2 separate regions of the Arachis hypogaea genome follow, and region 1 is linked to region 2. Evidence: chromatin contacts called from public Hi-C data. All regions are on one chromosome and are shown on one strand. Each heading gives the region's core, a stretch centred on a gene start, on an enhancer-like site or on the middle of the called end of the contact. The rest is flanking DNA. Distances are from core to core; before and after follow the strand shown.

What was found. A called contact is a pair of places that touch in the nucleus more often than the background predicts.
Region 1: a contact with region 2 is called in a Hi-C map of leaf, with 2.0 times the contacts expected there. The contact joins the promoter of LOC112733450 here to the promoter of LOC112733441 in region 2. A contact is called at or near these places in 6 of 8 Hi-C or Micro-C datasets (leaf and an unstated tissue).

Annotation. Positions count from the first base shown.
Region 1 is chr13:130,014,701-130,018,786 of arahy.Tifrunner.gnm2.J5K5, reverse strand. LOC112733450 (mitochondrial inner membrane protein OXA1) reads left to right here and starts at 1,847. Exons shown (of 10, transcript XM_025782398.2): 1 at 1,847-2,118; 2 at 2,396-2,877; 3 at 3,812-3,902. The coding sequence starts at 2,414. LOC112733452 (mitochondrial inner membrane protein OXA1-like) reads left to right here. Exons shown (of 11, transcript XR_011869971.1): 11 at 1-195.
Region 2 is chr13:129,839,528-129,843,253 of arahy.Tifrunner.gnm2.J5K5, reverse strand. LOC112733441 (transcription factor ICE1) reads left to right here and starts at 2,070. Exons shown (of 9, transcript XM_072212560.1): 1 at 2,070-2,394; 2 at 2,732-2,794; 3 at 3,415-3,726. The coding sequence starts at 3,553. It overlaps LOC112733443, which reads right to left and starts at 180. Exons shown (of 9, transcript XM_025782392.3): 1 at 1-180.

The DNA.
Region 1 (4,086 bases), core at 598-3,097, 180 kb before region 2:
ATGTCTAGGAATTTTGCCGAGGAAGTTGTAAGTTTTTTTTTTTTTTAAGGCTAAGTTATATCAGCTGAGACTCGAATCCAAAATCTCTAAACAGGGAGGGGGATGTATGCAAATTTTGCTACGGCTCGTTGGCAAAGAAGTTGGAAGTTTGAACTATAATCAATATCTATACAGAATACACCCAATTTTGTAAAACTTTGTTGTTCCCTGCAAAATAAGCGATGGCTCGAATTCGCAAATGCGCGTCCCTATAGTTTTTGAGATATTAAAATTAATTATTCGAGCACATTATATATAAGATGTAACATCCATTTGTTTATGTTATGGATGTCAGAATATTGAAATTCAATGTTTTATAACTTTTTTAAAAATCAGTCTTTTTTATTTTTTATAAATTATTAAATTTGATTTCTCCCACTTTTGTAACCAATCTTGTATGTATATGATAAAGAAAATGTTGAACTATGACAAGCTGATAACTCCTTTTATTTACAGTAAAAATTGGTGAAAGAGTAAAAAATTTAAAATAATTTTTCGAGGAGTGTTAGGGGCAGCAACTTTGTGATTTGTAGCCATCAAATAGCTATTAATGATGGTTTTAATGGTGTGAGATTGATGTGAGATTTTATCCAATGGCCCACTTTTCTTTACTGGTTACATGCTGGCCAGAATTTAACAAAGTTGTTGGTCCCTAGACTTTTCCTAATTTTTCACGTCCAAGCAATTTTATATCCAAGTGATTTGAGTTATGCATTTTTTTTTGTTTTCTTTCCTCTTTGTGCTGCTGCTTCTTCTTCACTCCAGATGCTACGTCATCTTCTTCTTCTCCTCGCCGCAAACAACAAAACCTCCACCTCCTCCTCTTCCTATTGGAATTTCGTCTCCTCCTTTTTTTTATCATTCTCCGCCATCATCATCATCATTATAATCATCATCGTTATCGTCATTGTCTTCTTCTAATACATATCGTCGTTATTGTTATATTTGAATTTGAATTTATATAATGGACAATTTTCGGTTGATTTGGTATTATACAATGGTTTCGTTTTGAGCCAATTTTTGATACATTTGAGACACAAATGTTTCTAAATTCGAATTTATATAATGGACAATTTTCTGTTTATTTGGTATTATACAATGATTTCGTTTTGATAATATTTTCGGTTCATTTGATCACCATAGAGAATCAGAATCAATAAAGATGTTAGTAAAATGTTGGTGTTGTTGGTGATGACGATAATGATGATGGAGGAAGAAGAAGGAAAAGAAGGAAGAGATTAAATAAATTCAAATAAAAAAGAAATAGGAGGAGGAAGAGATGGATGTGGTGGTGACGATAATAAAAATGAAAAAAAGATGAAGAAAAAGGAGAAGGAGAAGAAGAAGAAATAGGAGGAGGAGGAGAAAGAAGAAGAAGAAAAAGACGACAAAGTCCTGCAGCATAAAGAAATGACTTGGATGAACTGTAAAATTACTTGGATGTGTAACTGGACTAAAAAAATTATGTATAAACTAAACCGAAGAGTTTCAAGTATATCAGGAACACCGGTGTTCCAATTGTTTTAACCGTTGATTTCAATTAATATATATTTTATATATTTTTTATAACTCAGATCAATGGTTAAAACAATTAGAATATCGGTGTTCCCGATACACTTAAAATTTTCCTAAACTATAAAGTGGTATTATTATTTTCTTAAAAATTTGCATCCAGTATCTTGGGTCTTTTTAATTTGGGCCATATATGTTTTTAGGTATTGGGATTACATATAAAAGAAACGGACATCAGTTTAGATTGCATTCCAGCCCAAAACTGACAAAAAAGAAAAAAGATGACATGATTTGCATCCATAATTCATTTTTGGGTTTCTTGAAGGGCGGTGTAAAAAAACTACGTCGTTTGGATGTTTCCTTGTTTCATGTTTTGTTCCCTTCGCAACAAATGTCAGCTTTTCTCAGCTAGCTTACTTCGACACTAGCTCGCTTTCAGGTCCCGGCGGCACTTCCACACCAACCAACTCTCAACCCTAACTGCCGTCACCTCCCACAGTTGCCCCAACTCCGATCGCTGTTCCACCATCGGTGTCGTATTCTTCCGCCACCGTTGGTCCGCCGCCGGTTCGTATTCTTCTCTGCTTCGTTTCCCTCATTTCCTCCAATCAATAATTCGTGCTCTTGTATGTTTGTATACGTATATAACATTGGTGATCATGTAGTAATTCCCATTATACTATTCTTCATGCGTATTATTTCTCCCACTCTTTGGGATGTTACATTATAGTTAATCAGTGTATATTTGTGATTGCTTGCAACCTGTTTGATGAAAAGCCTCAACGTTTTGAATCTATCTTTTTTTTTGTCGGAATTTTGTTGGTTATTTGATGCTGCATGATAGAACTTCCTAAGGATACCAATGGCTTATAGACGATGCCTCTTGAAAAGAGGGAACCTTGTAGACTGGAAGTGTCACCCGTCTTTCAGTTATGTACTCTACAGCGATGATGGGAAACACAAGCGCCCAGAAGAAAAATCATCCTCTGCAGCAATCAGTAATTTTGTCCAAACAAGGTTCTTCGGGAGTTCCCTTAATGGGTCAATGGGGTTTGGTGCCTCTTCTAGAGCGCTTTCCAACACATTCCTTTCCCCGTGCTCTGGATATAGTTTCTGCCGATATATGTCGACTGTGAATGATGGATCAGATAAGATTGAGTTGATGTCCGACATTGCAGATGTACTTACTGACAAGGCCGTTGAGACCATAGCTTCTCAGGCTCCTGTTGTTAACGAGGTTGCCATTGCTGCTGCTGATTCGTATTTGCCTGTGAAGTTGCTGCAGTATGGGATCGATGCTGTGCATACTTATACCGGGTTAAACTGGTGAGTTTGTACTTGTCTTGTCTCGCTTCTTGAATTCAGATCAAATTCCTAAGTAGTTCATATTTTACTGCTTATTTGGTATCATATGGTGAGGTAAAATTAAATTGATTTGAATTCCTATGTTTAAAGTAACCAGTGAATCAAAGAATTGAATTTAATTTATACTGTTAGGAACGTGTACAAAAATGAATTGAGTCATTTTTTCTTTTCCTTTCTTAAGGTTAGGGTGAAATGCTATTTTGATTTTTCTATTTTTAAGCCAAAGTTTATTGAGTGTGGTTTGCAAATATGAACCATATTTTTCTTATTTACTTTTGCCCTATTTGCAAGAATCGACTCCCTCTTCAATTTTAATTTCATGTTTTTTATTTAGTTTCAAACCAAGGAATCGACGAATTCAGTTTCTTGAATGGATTGGATCCCTTGACTTTCCGAACATTCTGATAAAATTGGTACTCTTGTTGTTAAAGTTGCCATTGGTAGGTTTCTGGGTTTTACCATGAGTTAGAGGTTTGAACTTAGAAATGTCAATTCTTTTAGTTTGTTGGTTGCTAAGTTTAACTTGCTACACATAATTGCTGATGTAATTGATTTACCCAAACAATCTTATGATTTTAAGATTTTTCTACCTGGGTGAAGAATACACTTTCTGGTGTATATGGTAGAGCTTCTTCTTGCATTGTGATTTACAGATCGTCATTTTAGGTAGGAATGCGTTTTATTCATGGCAAAAAAAATATATGAATTGGCTTCTATTATGATTGTTCAACATTTAGTTGAATATATTAGGTTTTTGAGACCACGCTAATCCAAACTGTTCTTGCACTTTACACCGTAGTACATGACACCTACTCTGGGAATTGACTATCCAATGGCTTGATTATCCATATTTTGACATGTATTTGTTGCCATTTCATTTCCCTTTTTCTTTCAGGTGGGCCGCCATTGCTTTGGCAACCCTTGTGATTCGAAGCGCAACAGTTCCGTTCTTAATCTACCAACTTAAGGCTACATCTAAGCTTACAGTATGTTGTTGCTGCTTATACATTCATCCGTACATATTTGTTTCCTGCAAAAATAGATTAATGGAAATCTCTCTCTCTCTCTCTCTCTCTCTCTCTCTCTCTCTCTCTCTCTCTCTCTCTCTCTCTCCATGTGTCCTAGTTGGAATGGCCAAAATTTAAATGCATTGAGGAAGGAATATGCTTG
Region 2 (3,726 bases), core at 821-3,320:
GGGCAAGGAGGAAAACCAATTAAAATAAAAGATAAATTTTTTAAACGGAACTTTCTCAAAAGAGAGAGCCAAGGAGAACAATTGAAAGAGGAAGAAGGGTTTTAACAAACATGCACTCCCCCCCTTTCCATGAACAAATAGTTTGAATATTTTAGGGTTTTCAATGCTATCCTCAACGGCTAAATTAACTGATGCAATCAAGAAAAAAAGGCTGAATTATTTGCTGGCTTGGCTTCTTTTCTAAAATTAAGATAACATTAATCAACAAAATTTTCTCTTGAGATTTTCCCGTTTCCCATTCATAGGAATTCTTGATATGGGACTAGCATTTTCTATATTCAACCTCATTTTTCTTTTCTTCTAATCCTAACAAACTGATAGATAAACATTTAGTCCAGTGCGTTCCTTTCTTTTTCAACAAAGATTGATTTTTTGACTCCCTTATTCTTGGGAATTAAGATTTCTTATCTGTATTTGGTGGTTGAGATTTATACAAATATGATGAGTAATATTTTTATAGTTTATATATCGAGTTAATACTCAAAATCGTCCCTAAAAGATCACGCGTTCTCCGTTTTCGTCTCCAAATAATTTTTTTAATCAAAATATTCCTTGAATGAAATTTTTTAAATCGCGTTCGTCCTTTTGTTAACCTCGTGACGCTACCATTAGAAATCTGCTGACCTGGAACGTGAGCTGGCAATACAAGTAACACCTGTCATGGTGTGTGTGTTGCTGACGAGATATGTTTAGAGTATTATATCAATTTAGTCGCTAAGTCTCAAATAAATAAACCCTAATTCCCATCCTCTCACGAACATGAATGCCTTGCTTGAGCGTTGTCGCAGACCCAGCAGCTATTAAGGGAGGAGGAAGTTGATTTCGGCGTCATGATGGGGAGCGGAAGTGGAGGTCCCGGTGGTGGGTAGCCGTCGCACTCACATGGTAGCTATACTTTGAGCTCGTTCATGCGAAGAAGAAGGAAAAACGATGAGGAAAGCTATTTTTGCGGTTTAAAAACTTTAATTAAGAAATCTCGGACATCACAGAATTCAGATAGGTTGTTTCATATATACTTATCCAAGATATCGGGTGAGTTTAATTTTGTATGAATGATAGCATCATCTTGGCTTTCACTTTTTATGTGGGGTTAACAGTTTTATTCAATGTTTTTAGAAAGAGAGCCATTGTAATTTTTTTAAATGGATCGAAGAAAATAAACTTATAGATGTTGCAGAATGTCCAAGGGGAATCCTAGAAAATGAAGAAGAACTGAACATTGATTATGAAGATTGGAAGGTTAAATTAGCATGGAGAATAGGTAATTTAGAAGTAGAAGTTAGAGTACTTAGAATGTTAATATGTTTCATGTTCACTAGTCTGATGTTAGTCATCTTAGTAGGAGCTTTACTTTGCATATCATATATGTACAAGTAGGAAACAGTGAATGTGATATGGTGGTATGATTTAGGGAGTTAGTTTTTTTGTTCCAGCATCATGGTTAAACTATTACAATATGAAACTAGAGCTTATAAATGGCAACTTGGATTTTGAGTACACCTGTGAAGGAAATATATTTATACATCACTCACACTGTCATATGTAAAGAAGTAAATGGCAAACCAGAGACATAAAAAGATAATAAAGTTCCTAAAATTTCGTAATATAAAGTGTTAATATGAAGTTTTCAACATTGTGTTTGTCACCACAAAATATAGTAAAGTTCCTAAAAGTGATTCCGCAGAAAAACTTCATACCAAGACAAAATATGCATCCAAAATAAAGGCCTTACAAAACAGGGAGACTTGATAGTGTTTAACACAAACATATATTTTCTAATTTATAGCCTTATACAAAAAAAAAAAGCATATGTTTCGATGATGGTCTTCAGATAACGTAATCTTTCTTCCTTGGCCGTTTGAACCCCGAAGTCACTACAAAAAAAATAGATTTTTAGCGACAAACTTTTAGCGGCAATAGTACTATTGCCGTAAATTCTCTTCTCAAAACCATTTTTTATTAGCAATTATATATTTGCTATTTATACTATAGATTATAATGGCCATTTTAACTATTGCCACTAAAAAAAGCTAAAATTTTAAAAATAAAAAAAAATTAAACCGTAAAATGCGAAATCATTCCTCTCCGTGCCTTGCCACTCTTCCTCACACAAACAACTCTCTAAGTGCCTTATTCTCTCCGAGAAGTGATAACCACACACCAATCTTCTTTTTCTCGATCTCGCTCTCGCTTTCACATCTCCATCATTTCATGTTCTTCATCGCTCAAATCTCTTCCCAGATTTCATCTCAATCTTAATCGCGCTCTGAATCCTTTTCTCGGACAAGCTTGTGTTGATTTTGATTGAAATCTCAACGGCGCTTTAGTAATCAGGTATAAGTTCCTTAATTCTCTTTCAATTCTGATTCTTATGCTCCTAATTTGTGTTCTATTGCATCCTTTTTCCATATCTCTTATGAATTTTTAGTTTTACCTGAGTTAACTTTTCTCCTACATTGGATTCTACTATTCTTAGTTTCGATCCTTATCGCATGCACTTATTACAGGTTGAATTCGTCATTCAGTGATTAAGAATAAAAATTTTGAGGGTTTTATTTGCTCAATAATTCAGCAATGTGTTATCGGTTTTAGATTTTGATAATTTGATTTATTTTTTTGGCTTTATCATTTTTCCCTTCGATTTTCTAAACTTCTTTGAAATTCATCGCAGTCGTGGAATCCGCCAACAGAGTTAAACACATTGAGTTCATAAAGGCCTGGCACATCTTGTAATGTACATCACTGTAATAGCTTATTTTCTCATGGCAAGAACATAAGATAATTTATATTTTATTTGTGCTTGTTAATAGTTTGGACCATATGCTTGGAAAACATATAAGGAAGTGTACGATGAAGTTCTCCAAATTGGTTCTGCTTTAAAAAAGCCTCTGATGTAAAATCTGTAAGTGAATGCTTTTAAAAGATTTCCATTGTTAATTAGAAAATTATTTTGTAGGTAATTATGAAAATATTCATATCAATAACCATGGAGATAGAAACAAAAGGAAGCGGTGATGAGATGAATAATTCACCATGTTCCACACTTGATTTATATAGGTTATTGAAGAGATTCATATAAGAGGTATGAATATGATAGTTTGTAGATTGGAGTCTTGGCTACTATACCGTCATCCTATAAATTTTTTTTATCACAATAGATACGTGTGTGCTTTTTATTTGGTCTTATATGAGCTTAGTTATCGATAAAGCAAGTGTTTTATGTGACTATGACAAATTTTGGTAACTTATATAATTTGAAATGGGATATCTTGCACGGTATGAGGTGCTGGTTTGTAAACACTAAAAATCTTGCAAGTGTGCTGGTTTTTGCCTAACTCTAGTTGATCTTCTCAGGTATGTGTTAAATGTATGGTGGGGTGTTGATTTCTAATGATGCATGTGGGTATGCAATAAGTCATAAAGCGATTCTTGGACCAATTGCCAGTGTGGAATTATGATTCTGATGAGAATGTTGAGAGTGGTAGTAAGGCTATGGTGGTGGAAGAGAGTGGGAATCATAGCGGCAGAGGGAATGGGAATTTGAGCTTGAGTGGCGGTGTCAATGGTGGAGATCAGAAAGGGAAGAAGAAAGGGATGCCGGTGAAGAATCTCATGGCCGAGAGGTGGCACAGGAAGAAGCTTAATGATAGGTTGTACATGTTTAGG